2 separate regions of the Mus musculus genome follow, and region 2 is linked to region 1. The links are chromatin contacts, called in public Micro-C maps. All regions are on one chromosome and are shown on one strand. The core of a region is the stretch at or near the end of the contact, and the rest is flanking DNA. Distances in the headings are between cores, read along the strand shown. Region 1 overlaps Glt8d2 (glycosyltransferase 8 domain containing 2). Region 2 overlaps Chst11 (carbohydrate sulfotransferase 11).

Region 1 (7,455 bases), core at 2,764-5,263:
TCTGAATTGTCTGGGCCTCTTTGAATATGTGGCTGTCTTGAAAGAAAACTAAAGGGCTGACTGCTGTTCAGCGAGCACAGTGTTCTTGCCAATTGCCTTCTAAAGACTTACATTTCTGCCCACTGACCGACCCGCCGTCAGCTTCAGCCAGAGAGGCTTGTTTTGCAGTGAGTAACTGCCAGACTCACAATATGTCAGATCACTGGGAGCAGGTGATCGCTGAGAACTCAGCCTTATGGGCATTTATATAACCCACTCCAAGCTCAAGGAACATCATGGCAGAGGCGGGTGGGAAGAACCTAGAGCCACAGGAAGGAGCAGAGTATTGTTGAACACTGTCTTCCAGTCGGCCCAGCACCTTTACACACTTGAACCCACAGCAGCTCTGACTCGCTGGATTGGGACCTGCACAAGATTGGTCCTGTCAATCTTGGCATTGCCAACCCATCCAATCCCACAGCCATGGAATTAAATAAAAATAAATCTTTTAAAAATATTGGCACATCTCTAGAGACTTGACAGTGAGATTAAATGAACGGCTCTTGGTTGCATATTTGAAACCAGTGATAAACTCTATTATTGGAAAAGGTAAGGAGATACCATTGCTCTGATGTTACATTTCCTCAGTGGGTAAACCATAGGGCTCCCTAGGAATGTATGCTTGAACACCGGAGACACATGCATATATGTACGTGTGATGGTTTGTATATCCTTGGACCAGGGAGTGGCACCATCTGAAGGTGTGGCCTTGTTGGAATAGGTGTGACCTGGTTGGAATAGGTGTGTCACTGTGGGTGTGGGTATAAGATCCTCACCCTAGTTGCCTGGAAATCAGTCTTCCACTAGCAGCCTTTGGATGAAGATGTAGAACTCTCAGCTCTACCTGTGTCATGCCTGCCTGGACACTGCCATGCTCCCACCTTGATGATAATGGACTGAACCTCTGAACCTGTAAGCCAGCCCCAATTAAATGTTGTTTTTATAAGACTTGCCTTGGTCATGGTGTCTGTTCACAGCAGCAAAACCCTAACTAAGACAGTAGGGTAACGGGGCCGGATGTTATAAAGCATGTAGAAAGGAAGAGATGGAGACAGGAAATTATGACAGGCACTAAGGATGAGACAAGTCCCTAAATAAGTGCTCACTATACTGTTCTGTAACATTTTAATGAATTAATATTTTATCTAAGCAAAAAGATCACAGAACACTCTTTAAACAATATGTAACAACAGCAGAAGCCTCATTAATATAAGGCACTGGCAGGTCCTAGGGAAGTCACTCTGCCTGTCTAGAACTCTTCCGTGACAAGTAAAACAGACAACTTTATTAGATTTAAGATTCTAGAACTTTATATGAATCACCCTTCAATGAAAATAACTGGGATTAAAAGACTCAGTCTTGTCAGGATGCCCGTAAATACCAGCCAAAGGGATCTGCAGATTCATTCCAGTTTTAGAAGGCATAGAAAAAATTATCCTAAAATTCACACAGAGGTACTGGAGCCCCATGTAGCCAAAACATTCCTGAACAAGAACTAAGTGTCACACTCCCTAATGTCAAATTACATCCCAAACAGTGTGACACTGGCATAGAAACAGATGCAGAGAGGTGGCACACAGAAGAGATGTCAACAATAAACATACACACAAAGTCAACTAATTCTCCACAAAGGTACCAACAATACCCAACAGGGAGAGTGTCACTGATCAGTCACTGTTAGTCAAAAAGTCTCACTGCTCACCTGCTGGAGATAAAAATAACAGATGTAAAGGTGGAAGGAGAGGACTAACCCCATAGAGTTGCCTCTGACCTCTATTGGCAGGCATGTCCAGTGGTTAGAGGCACTTAATGCTCTTGTAGGGAACCTCAGCTGCCAGCACCCACAGGGCAGGTCCAGTACCTCTAGGTCCAGGCGACCCAGTGCCCTCTTCTGCCACCCACTGGCACTGCATTTACATACTACATTACATATATATGTAGGCAAAGCACTCGTATACGCAATCTAAAAATAAATCTGCCAAGTATGGTGGTGCACGCCTTTAGTCCCAGCACTTAGGAGGCAGAAGCAGGCTGATTTACGTGAGTTTAAGATCACCCTGGTCTACAGAGCTAGTTCCAGGACAGCCAGGGCTATAAACCAAAAATAAGGTTGAAGAGATGGCTCAGAGGTTAGGAACACTGCTCTCCCAGAGGCCCTGAGTTCAATTCCCAGCAACCACATGGTGGCTCACAACCATCTATAATGGGTCTGATTCCCGATTCTGGCATACAGGTACATGCAGATAATGCTTACATATATATATATAATAGAAAGATTTATAAAAACATATGGAGTAGTAGACAGAAACTTGAATCCAGCAGAAAATCCAAGGTCTAAGGCTATGGAAGTGAATCTTTTTAAACATTTTATTATTTTAAACTATGTGCATGTGTGTACTTGTATACACCAGTGCCAATGCTCATCAAGGTCAGGGGCTTTAGTGAGCCACGTGACGTCGGTGCTGGGAACCTCACATGTCTTCTGTGTGGTGGTTTGAATGAGGTGCGCCCCATATTCTTGGGCATCTGAACACTTGGTCCCCAGTGAATGGCGATGTTTGGTTGGTTTAGGAGCTATGGCCTTGGTGGAGAGAGTATGTGACTGGGGGCAGGCTTTCGGGTCCGAACTTTACAGCATTCCCAGTGTGGTCTTCCAGCTTTGTGCTGTGACTCGTACTCAAGATACGGGCTCGCCACTTGTGTTCCTGCCGCCATGCCTGCCACTTGCTGCCATTGTGAACTCTAAAACCCTCTGGACCATAGGCCCAAATAAACTCTTTCTTCGACAAGTGGCCTTGGCCATGGTGTTTTATCACAGCAATAAAACGGTAACTGATACACTCTGCAAGAGCAACATATGCGGTAACAACTGAGCCATCCTGACAGCCCCTGTGGTAGGTAATTGTCAGCTTGACAGGATTTAGAAATCATCTACGAGGCACGCCTCTGCATGTGAGGGTGTTTCCCCGAGAGGTTTAATTGAGGTAGAAACACTCTGGGGGTGGCACCGTCCCATGGGCCAGGGTCCCAGACAACACAGAAAGGAGAAAGAAGGCGGAGCATCGATTCAACTCTCTTGGTGAGAAAGAAGGCGGAGCTTCGATTCATCACTCTTGGTGAGAAAGGAGTAGGAGCATGGATTCATCTATTCATCTATCTTGGCTGACTAAAGGTACATTCTCATCCCGCTGCCTTGCCATCTCTGCTATGTGCCCCATTAACCAAAATAACCCATTCTTCCTTGATTGTTTTTTGTCTCATGGCACGAAAAGTGACAGTGGGCCGAGTCTATGAGGAGACTGTCTGGGCTATCAACGTTCCTGAACGACGGAAGATGGTCCACGAGCCACAACCTCTCTTTCATACGCTCCTGGCACAGTCTAGCTCCTTCATTACTCCTGCCCCCACCTTAAGTATGCACACGTTCAGTTCCACTGTCCCCATAGCTTTAGCTCCTGCCGCCTGAAACCCAACATGAGCGTGGTGGGACATCCCAATCTTTGGTTTCCTTTCTTCTCTCTTACCTTCCTCCTGAGGCACTACCATGTTTTAAACATTCATAGTTTCAAATACTATTTACATGATGACTTCATCTCTGTCCCCAGCTCAAGCCTCTCATATAGCCTACATACTTCTAAATCCTACTGGACACTTGGCGTCACTGCCCAAAGGCATCCACATATTCCAGTCTGAGTTTCTGATATCCCCCCCCCAACACACACACAGCACACATTTCCTATAGTCTTTCCCAAACCAGTTATCCACAGCCTCATTTCTCTAATTGTCCCAACAAAAGAGCAGACTGGATGTTATCTCCCATCTCTCTGTGTGTCTACACAAACACTGACACACATCCTCTTTGTTCAGCTTTCAGAATACACCCAGAATTATCACCACCTCCGGGGCCTCTGCCTTGCCCATCAGACACCATCTTTTGACTGCACTACACTGCCTTATCTCTCTTCAGCAAGTTTACAGCCAAGCAGCTGTGGTAAGCCTGGAAAGGTGTGACTTAGACTATTGTGCTGGGTGCTCTGCTCTGCTCAAGACCATCCCTGCCATTCCAGGCTTCTCTAAGAGTCAGAAGGCTGACAGTGCCTCCCAGGAGATCTCACGTGAGCACCCTGGGCTTCTTGCCAGACAAACTCTAGCCTCAGGGTCCCTCCACTGCCCCAAATATGGCACTAAGCCTCCCCTCCCCGCCCCCGGTTCTTCATCTCCTCAGTAGCTATCTCTACTGGCTACTACATAACTAGGTTTCCCTGGTGTGGTGGTTTGAATATGCTTGGCCCAGAAAGTAGCACTATTAAGAGGTACGGCCTTGTTGGAGGAAGTGTGTCACTGTGGGGATAGGCTTTGAGATCCTCCCCCTAGCTGCCTGTAAACCAGTTTTCTGTTTGCTTTGGAAACAAGATGTAGAACTCTCAGCTCCTCCAGCACCATGCCTGCCTGAATGCTGCCATGCTTCCTGCCATGATGATAATGGACTGAACCTCAGAACCAGTAATCCAGCCCCAATTAAATGTTGTCCTTTATAAGAGTTGCTTTGGTCATGGTGTCTCTTCACAGCAATAAAAACTGTAACTAAGAAACCTGGTTACTGTTCCCCAAAATGATACATCAAAAGCCTCATAGAAGTTGGCACATTTGTCTCTTTGTTCATAGTCATGTGTTCAGCACTTAGCAACATAATCTCTCAAGAATACCAATAGGCCAAGATGACTATGCAGCCTTGTAGCAGGACAACCACAAATGCTGTGTGTTCATCATGAAATCAGCACCCCAGGCACTGCAGAGACGCCTTTGAACCCTGGCACCTTCTAGTTCTTGTGCATACACTGGCCCTGATGGGTCACACCTCCTAATTGGTCCTTCGGTTTCCCCTCCCATCCTATTTCACCTCACCCCCTTATTAACTTTGCAGTTGCCTCCTACCCAGCCTTTCTGTCCCCACCCCTGTCTTCCCCAGTCAGTAATTGACATAACTGCCACATGGACTTTTTTATTATTTCATATAAAGTCACCATGAAACCCATGAAGCTTCGGCAGGCTCATTTTTCTTTTTCTTTTCTTTGCTTCACTTGAAACAGTTGAAGTTTACAAAAGTTAAAAGAGTAAAATACCCGTGGTCTCCTCACCAGCTTGCTAGCATGCTGTCACATTTGCTCAACTGCAATGCACACACACATACTTTGAAGATACATACATTGTGCAACATCACCCTTAAATAGCTTAGCATGTCTCTTTTAGATTTTGTTTTGTTTTGTTTTTTGAGACTAGGTTTCTCTATATAAAAGCCCTGGCTGTCCTGGCACTTGCCAGAGACTCCTGAGTTCTGGATTAAAGATGTGCACCATCATACCCAGCTCAGCCTGCCTCTTTTAAAAGTGAGGGTAGGGTAAGGGCTAGGGAAATGGTTCAGTGCTTAAGAGTGCTGGCCACATGAGCATGAGATCTGAGTTCAAATCCCTAGCACCTACGTAAAAATCCAGGCACAACCATATGTGTCTGAAACTCCAGTGTCCTGGGGGGAGTAGAGATGGGAGGGTTGCTGGAGCAATGGATGAAGTGACTGCTTGAAGCAGATACTGTCTCAGGGGAGAAGGAACAGAAAACAGTGCAGGACACCTGGCATTGTCCTTCAGCTTCTACAGTCACAAACATGGGCCGACACACCTATGCACACACACTCACACACACAAACACAGACAAACTAAAGACATCCTCCTACATAACCAAAATGCCACGATCACACCTAAAAGTAACACTAATGACATCGCCCAATAAGCAACCCATATTCAACCCCCTTCATGCCAGTCTGGTATCCTATAGCTTAGGTTTCTATCTTTAGTTGTTTTTGCTCTTGTCTTTTAAGATTTATTTATTTCATTTTATGTACACATCCCTTATCTGCATGTACACCTGTATGGCAGAAGAGGGTATCAGATCCCATTACAGTCACCATGTGGTTGCTGGGAATTGAACTCAGAACCTCTGGAAGAAGAGACAGTGCTCTTAACCACTGACTCATATATCTAACCCCGATCTTGAATGTTTCCAGTTCAAAGAACTCACTCTGTAGAACAGTTAGCCTCAGATTCACACAGATCTCCCTGCCTGTGCCTTCTGGGTTCTGGGATTAAAGGCATGAACTCCCAACCCCAGCCTCCATACTGTTTCTAAAATTGTGCTGTGCCTGTGTCCTGAGTGCTGTACCTACACCTGTGATGACTGAGGGCAGGACTGTGACTCCATGATGGGTCTGCCTGTCCTTTCTTAAAGATAGTTGGAATGAGCGGCTCTTGTTACTTTGCTTGTCTCCCGGGAGAAAGGAGTCATCAGCCCATTACAGATGAGCCAGTGGTCCCATTCCAAGGATGAAGGCAGGAAGACCCACAGCTTTTCCAAGCTGGATGACATCTGAGTCATGTTTTCAGTATGATAAAAGTCAATAATCATTCAGTGTAGAAAAGCTTGTCACCCTGTCTTCATTACAGCTGGAGGCAGCTTTGGGAGGTATCAAATGTCAATGATGGACCGAAGAACTCCCAAGGCAAAGTCCTGAACAGTGGCAGCTTCAAGAGAAGCAAGAAGACAGAGGGCCTCAGGCCTTGCCTAGGACATAAAGCAGAGCACAGAGAGCTAGGCTAGCCCTGAGAAACAATGTTGTTCAAAGCCCCCAGCCCTGGGGATGGTGCATGGATAGCTGCCTTAGCAGTTCCTGGGAAGACCTGAGAAGAGTTCTTTCAGACCAGGCAGTGGCCAAGGGTAGATTAGCTCTGTCTAGGAAGAAAAGACAAAAGTGGGAAGGAAAATACCTCAAAATTCAGAGCCCCAAAGATTTATTTTACATGTCAATGCCAATCAGTTGATAGAGAGAAATCTAAAGCTACCACCAGGCTCTTACTTTAGAAGAGTAGAGATAATTATTGATTAATCAGATCTGCCATGGTGCTGGGAAAGACCTGGTTGTCCAAAGGTAAGAGGGAAATAAAGACAAAGGTGCCCACAAGCTGCTGTTGAATGATTTCAACATTAGAGACTATGCTTAATGCACTGGGAGAAACGTCATGAGCAGTGTAACTGAACAAGAGATACCTCGCGTGCTGTGAACGTCTCCCATAGGGCACCATCACCCCCAAAGCTTCTATACCATCTCCCCAAACTGACTTAAGGGTCAAGTCCTAAGCGCTTGAACTTTTGGAACCACAGACATCGCATTTAGAGGAAGAACACAGCACCCCCGTGGCTGCTCACCAGAAGTGCTATCAAATAGGATTTCATAAAGGAGCCAACATGAAAACAAGTGTGGTCAGAACAGCGAGTACCAGAGCATGTGCCAAGCCATGTTCATGTATGTGATAAAATGACTCAAGTTTGGGAACTGCCACATGCTAAAATGTCCTTAAGTGGCAT
Region 2 (7,455 bases), core at 2,674-5,173, 510 kb after region 1:
AGTAAAGAAATGCAAATTTTTTTAACCCAAGAAGAGAGCAGATGATAGCGATTTCTCTTTACCGAAATTAGCAGGCTATAAGAATAGGCTTTCTGTGGAAATCTTTAAGTGGCACTTTCCAGTGCTAGCGAAGGCAGAATAATGGTTGTTTTCTAGTCAATAAGTATTGAGCATCTACTATTCTCCAGGCTTGACTGCAGATAGCACATTGAGTGAAACCAGGAGCCTTGGCCTTCAGCAAGCTTTATGTGAACACAGGGCATCCAGCTCAACAGTGAACCAACACCCCCATCCCTTTGGTCCTCACACAGACTTTAGACTATTCTCAAGTGGTCCAGAGGGTCCAGGACCCTAGCAAATTTGCGTATTTCTACAGTTCAAATTTGAAAGCCACACATTTGGATCAGGCCACTTAACTAGCTAAGTAGTTCATTGCCCAACACAAGAAATGACAGAAACCCTTTTGATCATGTATATCTAGTGCAGTGTCTTCATAGTAGAAGCCTATAAGCCACAATATTCTCCAAGCGCAAGGATGGAGGACTGCTGTGATTGATTAGTGATGTCTGCCTTGACTAAGGAAAGGGAGGAACATTTCTCAAGGGCCTCCTACTGTGATCTCCAGTCCACATCTTGTCCTGCCTGCCACTTAAAACAGTGCACTGCATACATTTGGAGACTGGCGGAGTTCAAGTGTGAAGGTCAAAGGTGGAGTGTTGGTACCCACAGGCACATGCCCACCCTCCATGTCCTGCATTGGCAGAGCATCCAGGACCTCCCTCTCCTCCAGAAGGTTGGAAATTTGCTCTTTCCTGTTCCTTGCTGATCAATGCCCAAACCTATTCCTCATTTCTAGTTGTTTCTGATACTTTGCGGTTGACATTTGAGCCACATTCCCATGACAGCCAGTGTCCGGGTACGTAGCAGATGCTGTACATAGTTCTGATGATAAGGGAGCTGGTAGGCTGTAAATTTTGCTTTTTGTGTTTTTGTGGGGTTTTGTTTGTTTTGATGCAGTATAGAGTGAAGGGGGTAAGAATATTCTGAAAAACATAAAATTGAGTAATTTATTCACAGAAACTATTAAAATGGTATTGTTAGGCTCACAAGGAGGCTGGGGGCAGCGGTAACTGCTACACTGTCTCGCAGAGGAAATTATTTTATTTAATGTGAGAGAAATGTGAGCCAGAGTGGCTGCCTGAGGCTATTTATAAAACGCAGGTACCTTCCCCAATTTCTCTCCCCTCGCCTTTAATAAATAGATTTATGTCATGTGTGTGACCAAGAACAGTGACAGATCTTGGCTGTCCCTGGAATAGAGAGGCAGTCATGGTGCTCAGGCCCTGGGCGTGGTGTAGCTGATGCATGTCCCACCGAGCCCAGGCTCTCCAAGGCATCAGTTTGTGGTCACATATCCTTAGAAAACAAAATTAAGTCAGGTTCCTGTCTGCAGGAGTTTTCAGAGCCTTGAATACATAGTCTGCCTTGTGAAACTGGGAGAATGTAGCATTTCTGGGCTGCATGACCTAGGTATCCTGTATGGCAGACCATGTCTTAGCTGGTTTTTCACACAGTAGCCTTCAGTGAGGGTGATCTAGCCTGTCTGAGGTCTGCAAAGATTGACAGCTGCTTCCTAGATCCTTCCACAAATCAGCAGAAACAGTGTCCATCTGGGAACTTTATGAGAGTGTTGCTTTACCTAGTTGGGGTGTCTTCATCTGGATACTGCCCCAGAGAGTGATCCCGTCCCTCCAAGCACAGCGGAGGGAAGCCTAGGGTGTTATGGAGTGGGGCAGGTGGCTTAAGGACACCTTAAAGGCCACTTGGTGGGGATAATGGCCTCGTGGGGATACTCCTCACTTCCACCCACAGTTTGGAACTGTTCACTGTGTGCTTCAGGAGTTTTAAATGGAGATTCGTGTTGATTTCCATGGTCCGCATCTGTTTGTCTTCCGTCTGTGGTCCAGTGCTGTGTGCAGATGGTACTTACTCCCTTTCTCTCTCTTACAGGGAGAAAGACTGTCCTTCTGGGGAGAGTGTATCAATACGCTTCCAGAATGAGGGAGTCTTTCTCCTGTCTTGTGTTCACACTTCCTAGTGACAATTTTCAAAATATGTATCGGCTTGACTGTTTATTGTAGAGTGTAGAAAGGTTTCTGTGTTCCTGGCTAAAGACATCCATTGGTGAAATGTGCTTGGAAATCCAAGTGTTTTCTACTGAGGAAAAAAAAATGTTGGAAAAGCTTTCTCCTGCATGCCTCTTGTGCTTAGCTAGAAAGGGGAGCTGCCAGCGTCCCAGCTCTGAGCCACTGTTCAAAGGTGCAGCTGTGTTTTAGGACTAGGTACAGGCAGAGTGATAAGGACATGCCTGCTTAGTGTACTCATTTATCGAGAAAGTTTAGACTATGAGCCACAGGGGTCCCTGCCTGCAGTCCCTATAGCCTCCCCCTGCCCCAGTGCCTTTCTCAGCTGGTCTGGGAATCAGGGCAGCCCATTGAGGGGGGCTCAGACAACCCTTTCTTCCTGGTTCTGGGAGTAAGGCTTTCTCTGCAGCCACAAGGAGAACATGGGAACCAGAAACTTCTCTTTGGTCAGCCCTTCTGAGCACACAGGTTTAGCCCATGCTCCAAGAATGCTCCTGAGCATTGTATAAGCCCCTAGGACTCTTAGCTCATGTGATAATGATTGCATTACTATCCTGCTTTAACTGACAAAACCACAGAGAATTTTGCTTGCTTTCCTACTCTCTTCCTCTGCCCAGGCCTCCTCCATACGTATACATACACACATGGGCATGTATACACACACATGCACAATAGACATGCACACACACATGCACACATGGGTATACATATACACACATGCACAATAGACATGCATATATACATATACATGCACACATTGATAGGCATACACACATGCACAGTAGACATGCACACATGGGTATACATAGACACACATGCACAGACATGCATACACACACATGCACACATAAATGTGCACACACACATACACAAATTGCCCAAGCCTGTGCACTCCTGGTACCCATGTCCCATCCTGGCCCACCTCTTTGTCAGCAGGACTGACTCCATCACTCCCTCAGGTTTTGCCCACCAGCACCCCCCAGCTTTCCCCCAGCAGAGCTAAACAGCCCCTCTGAATAGACAACAGGACCTTCTAGAAACAGCTGAACCCTTGGACAGCAGCAGGCAGATTTTGATCTGCTCTCATCAGGTACAAAAGGTGGTATCCGTATTCTCTTCTGAGCATGCTCAGTAAGCATATGGACATAGAATTTAACATCTCTGTGGAGTGTGTGTTTTTTACATATTTGTATGCAGTCGAGGAGGGCCTGTTGTAGAATTCTCTCCCTGTATCTTACTATACTGTTAAAGAAGCTGAATTCTATGTTGCCAACAGATGCGTGAAATGTTCCTCCAGGAAAAGCCATTCAAGCCTGATTATTTTTCTAAGTAACTTCAATTAAATTGAAGAAGAAAAAAAAAAAGCCAGAATCTGTTTTCTGTGTGTGGACTATTTTTGGTTCATTAATGAAAGACTGGGGAGTGCAGTGGGGTGGGCTGTGCCCTTCAGCCTGCAAGTGATCTGCTCATGTGTGTGAGTGTGGAGATGAGACTCTGCTAGTCATCCAGCCAGGGTGAAGCCCCCTTCCCCTCAGTGGCCAGGGTGGAGCTTGCTTGCCCCCAGTGGCCAGGTCCTCCTTGTTAAATGGGTGAATGGAAACTTTGCTTCATTCTGCTTTTCTCTAGAAGTCTCTGCGCACACTGGAAGATTCTCTGGCTAGTGTGGTCCTGCCTCTGTGTCAAGAGCGAGGAAATAAAGCCCCCCCCCCCCGTGGGTGGTGGCAGAGCCAATCCTCACAGCCTACACCCTGGCACTAGACCATGTCTCCCTCTGAGCAGATGTCCGTTCCTGCAACTAGGAAACCACAGAGCTGATCTGCAGACTCACCTCTGCTCCTCTCTGATGCGCCACATCACTTCCTGTGACTGGGACAACTTAAGGAATGAGCCTGTTCTGGCTCACGGTGTGAGAGATCCATAAGTCTTGGTGAGGAGGGTGTGGCAGTTGGTCACCTCGCATCCACAGCCAGGAGGCTTTCAAAGATGAAGGCTGGTGCTCAGCTCACTTTCTCCTTTTCATTCAGTTCAGAATCCCAGCCCAGGGCATGATGCTGCCCACAATGGCCGTATCATCTCAATTAACTCAGTCTGAAAACACCTCTCACATGCCGAGAGGTTTGTTCCCATGGTGACTCTAAATCTCCATCAAGTTGATAGTTAACACCACAGCTGGGCATTGTCTTGGTCTGCTTTCTGTTGTTGTAACATAATACTTGAGGTGGTTAAGTGATAAGCACATTTATTTGGTTCCTGATTCAGGTAATAGAATTGTGTAGAAAAAAAAGAGAGCTTTCGGGTCCATCGTGATATAACAGAAATGGGAAGAGAACGGCCACCTGGGGGGGGGGGGGATCCAGAAGGAAAGATGGACTCAGGAGCCAGCTTGAGAGTCCCCATTCCCTTTGATGGCTTTATTACCACCAGATACAGATCTTAAGGTACACGCTCATTTGCTATCCAAACCCCAGAATCTTCTAGCTTTGTTGCCAGGACACTTTTCCATGTTTTTATACACACACACACACACACACACACACACACACACACACACACACACAAAATCCCACTTGAAAGCTGTTTCTAAAACCCAAATCTCAGAAAAGCCACACAGAACAGCTATCAGTAAAACAAAAGGAAGGGATACTTGGCGGGCTGGCAAGCTCGGAATTCCAGCACTCACTGAGGCAGGAGGATTGCCCTGAACTGAACTTAAGCCTGAACAAAATGGTATTACATTGCTTAAAAAACTGTGTCTCTGTGTGTGTGTGTGTGTGAATATGTGTGTATGTGTGACTGTATGTATGTATGTGTGAGAGAGTATGTGTATGTGACTATGTATGTATGTGTGTGAGTGTATTTGAGACTATGTATATGTGAGTTATGTGTGTGAGTGTGTGTACTATGTGTGTATTGTGTGAGTGTATTGGTGTATGTGTATGAGTGTGAATATGTGTGTGTATGTGTGAGTGTGTATATGTGTGAGAGTGTGAGTATGTGAGTGTGTGTGTGAATGTATATATGTGTGTATGTGTATGAGTGTATGTATATATGTGTGTAAGTGTGTGAGTGTGTCCGTCAGAGATCAGCTTTGAGTATCATTCCTCAGATACTACCCACCTTGTATCTTGGACAGAGTCACTGGGCTCACCAGTTTCAGCTAGGCTGGCAGGCTAGCCAGCCCCAGAGCTGGGATTACGCGTGCACACTTCTGTGCCCTGGTTTTTGTTTTCTCACATGAGTGTTGAGGTCTAACTTTCATCCTCATCCCTGCTTAGCAAGCACTTGACTGAGTCCTCCTACTCAGCCCTTGATTCTGTTTTCAGACACACCATGTATGGTTCCTGATGAGTCCACTCATCTGGCTGTCTTTGCCACCAGCAGAAGAGCTCACACCATGCCCAGACCTCAGGGCTTAGTCACCTCAAAGGAGGCCCGCTAAGCAGACTGAATGTAACTTCGCCATCTAACCCAGCCCTGACCCTTCACGGCCACTGTGCAGGTCCATGGGATGCCGAGCAGACTAAGACCTTCCTGGCTTCATCTTGAGAGAAGTGCTGAATGGCTTGTTTGCAGCCAGTCAGTCAGTAGGAAATTCCGATGGTGTCACTGGCGCCCTCAACTGGACACTGCAGGAAGTGCAGCGACTGCGGCTTGTGTGGGCAAAGCCCTCCCTCCTGGCCTCGCCCCCAAGAGACAGGTACAGATGATTAGGGAAAAGGGCAAAGTGCCCCATCTTGAGAAGAGGTAGATTTTCCCAAAGTATGACTTTCCAACAGTCTTTTAATAAGAACATTTTATAATAGACACACAGATAAATAAAACAAAAAGGGTTTTTTTAAGAGAGGAAGAATTAAGCCGGGCGTGGTGGCGCACGCCTTTAATCCCAGCACTCGGGAGGCAGAGGCAGGAGGATTTCTGAGTTCGAGGCCAGCCTGGTGTACAAAGTGAGTTCCAGGACAGCCAGGGCTACACAGAGAAACCCTGTCTCGAAAAACAAAACCAAAAAAAAAAAAAAAAAAAAGAGGAAGAATTAGTTTATACCCAAATTCAAGTAAGAAATCAAAGTATATACTTCCTGTATGGTGTGCCAGGGAGACAAGGAGCATCTTCATTCAAAATATGGAAATAAAAAATAACCTCCGCATTAATGAACTGCTGCTGTTCCTCCTCCTCCTCCTCCTCCTCCTCCTCCTCCTTCTTGTTTGTTTTCTCCTGGAGCCCAGGGCTTGAGCTTGCTATGTATCAGAAGATAACCTTATGCTCCTGATCCTTCTACCTCCTCTTGCCCAGTTCCTGGAACTACCAGGCATACAGTCCACGGCTAAATTTAGAATTGAACCCAGGGATGAGGCGCATGCTGGCCAAGTGCTCTGCGGCCAGGCCACACCCACAGCTCTTCCGCAATATTTTTAAGGTGATAGTACATCATGGTGGAGAAAAGACAAAGGCTCAGGATCTTTCCCATTGGCATGAAGGAGCCGGGCCTAGTCAGGCCCTTTACCTTTTGGGTTAAGTCAGAAACAGCCACTGCCTGGAACCAAGCTGAAGACAGAAAGAACAAACTGTCCAATGCCAGAATGGGCTCTGGGTGTGGACCTTAAGGTCCCTGAAGAGCCACTCTGCCCTCGTCCCAAATGCCTCAAGGGATCTTAAAATGTTTGCTTTCAATGTGGCTTTTTCCAAATTATGTCTGTCTGTCTGTCTGTCTCTGTGAGTGTGTGTGTGTGTGTGTGTGCGCGCGCGCGCGCGCGCGCATGCGTGCATGTTGTGTTTGGATATAAGTGTGTGGGTGGATTTGGACACACGTGTATCACAGAGCACATGTGGAGGTCCGAGGTCTGCCTCAGGAGTCACCCTTGCCATCAACCTTGTCTTGGAAAGAGTCTCTCTTTGTTCACTGGTGCACACACCATGCTAGCTGTCACATGTGCTCTTAGAGCCTCGGGTCTCTGCCTGCCATCTTACCGTGGCTGCTCGGGAATTCCAGGCTCATGAGTGGCTCTGTGAGTCTCTGCCAACAATTGAATGGTGACGTAAGTATAGGAGAGTTTAGCTTGGAATCCCATTTGGTTTTGGGTTATGCATGCACATGCACGTGCTCGTGCACACACACACACACACACACACACACACACACACACACACACACACACTGCAACCTAGTTCACTTGCATATGCTATATATACTAACTCCTCTCCAAAATGCACCTAGCAACCTCAGGAGACCCTCCTCACCCCCCTCGCATCAGGTTCCAGGCGCTCACAGCCCTGAACAGTAGCACAGATTTTTGCCACTCCAGGTAACAAGCAA

Evidence for each region. Hi-C and Micro-C count contacts between places; a contact is called where the count stands out from the background.
Region 2: a Micro-C map of the G1E-ER4 cell line shows a contact between it and region 1. The contact joins two enhancer-like sites. A contact is called at or near these places in 11 of 39 promoter capture datasets (the C10 cell line, cranial neural crest, embryonic stem cells and 6 more), 2 of 484 Hi-C or Micro-C datasets (the G1E-ER4 cell line and embryonic stem cells) and 1 of 9 other capture datasets (adipose tissue).

Annotation. Positions count from the first base shown.
Region 1 is chr10:82,681,653-82,689,107 of GRCm38.p6, forward strand. All of the region lies in intron 1 of Glt8d2 (glycosyltransferase 8 domain containing 2), which reads right to left. Among named protein-coding and RNA genes, the nearest start is that of Glt8d2, 5.3 kb to the right of the region's middle. Within about 2 kb of position 4,014, at least 5 of the 459 cell types and tissues checked have an H3K27ac peak or open chromatin away from gene starts, as enhancers often do. A contact at or near this core is called in the G1E-ER4 cell line, where this site is marked.
Region 2 is chr10:83,192,393-83,199,847 of GRCm38.p6, forward strand. It overlaps Chst11 (carbohydrate sulfotransferase 11), which reads left to right. Exons shown (of 3, transcript NM_021439.2): 3 at 1-3,508. Among named protein-coding and RNA genes, the nearest start is that of Slc41a2, 140 kb to the right of the region's middle. Within about 2 kb of position 3,924, at least 20 of the 459 cell types and tissues checked have an H3K27ac peak or open chromatin away from gene starts, as enhancers often do. A contact at or near this core is called in the G1E-ER4 cell line, where this site is marked.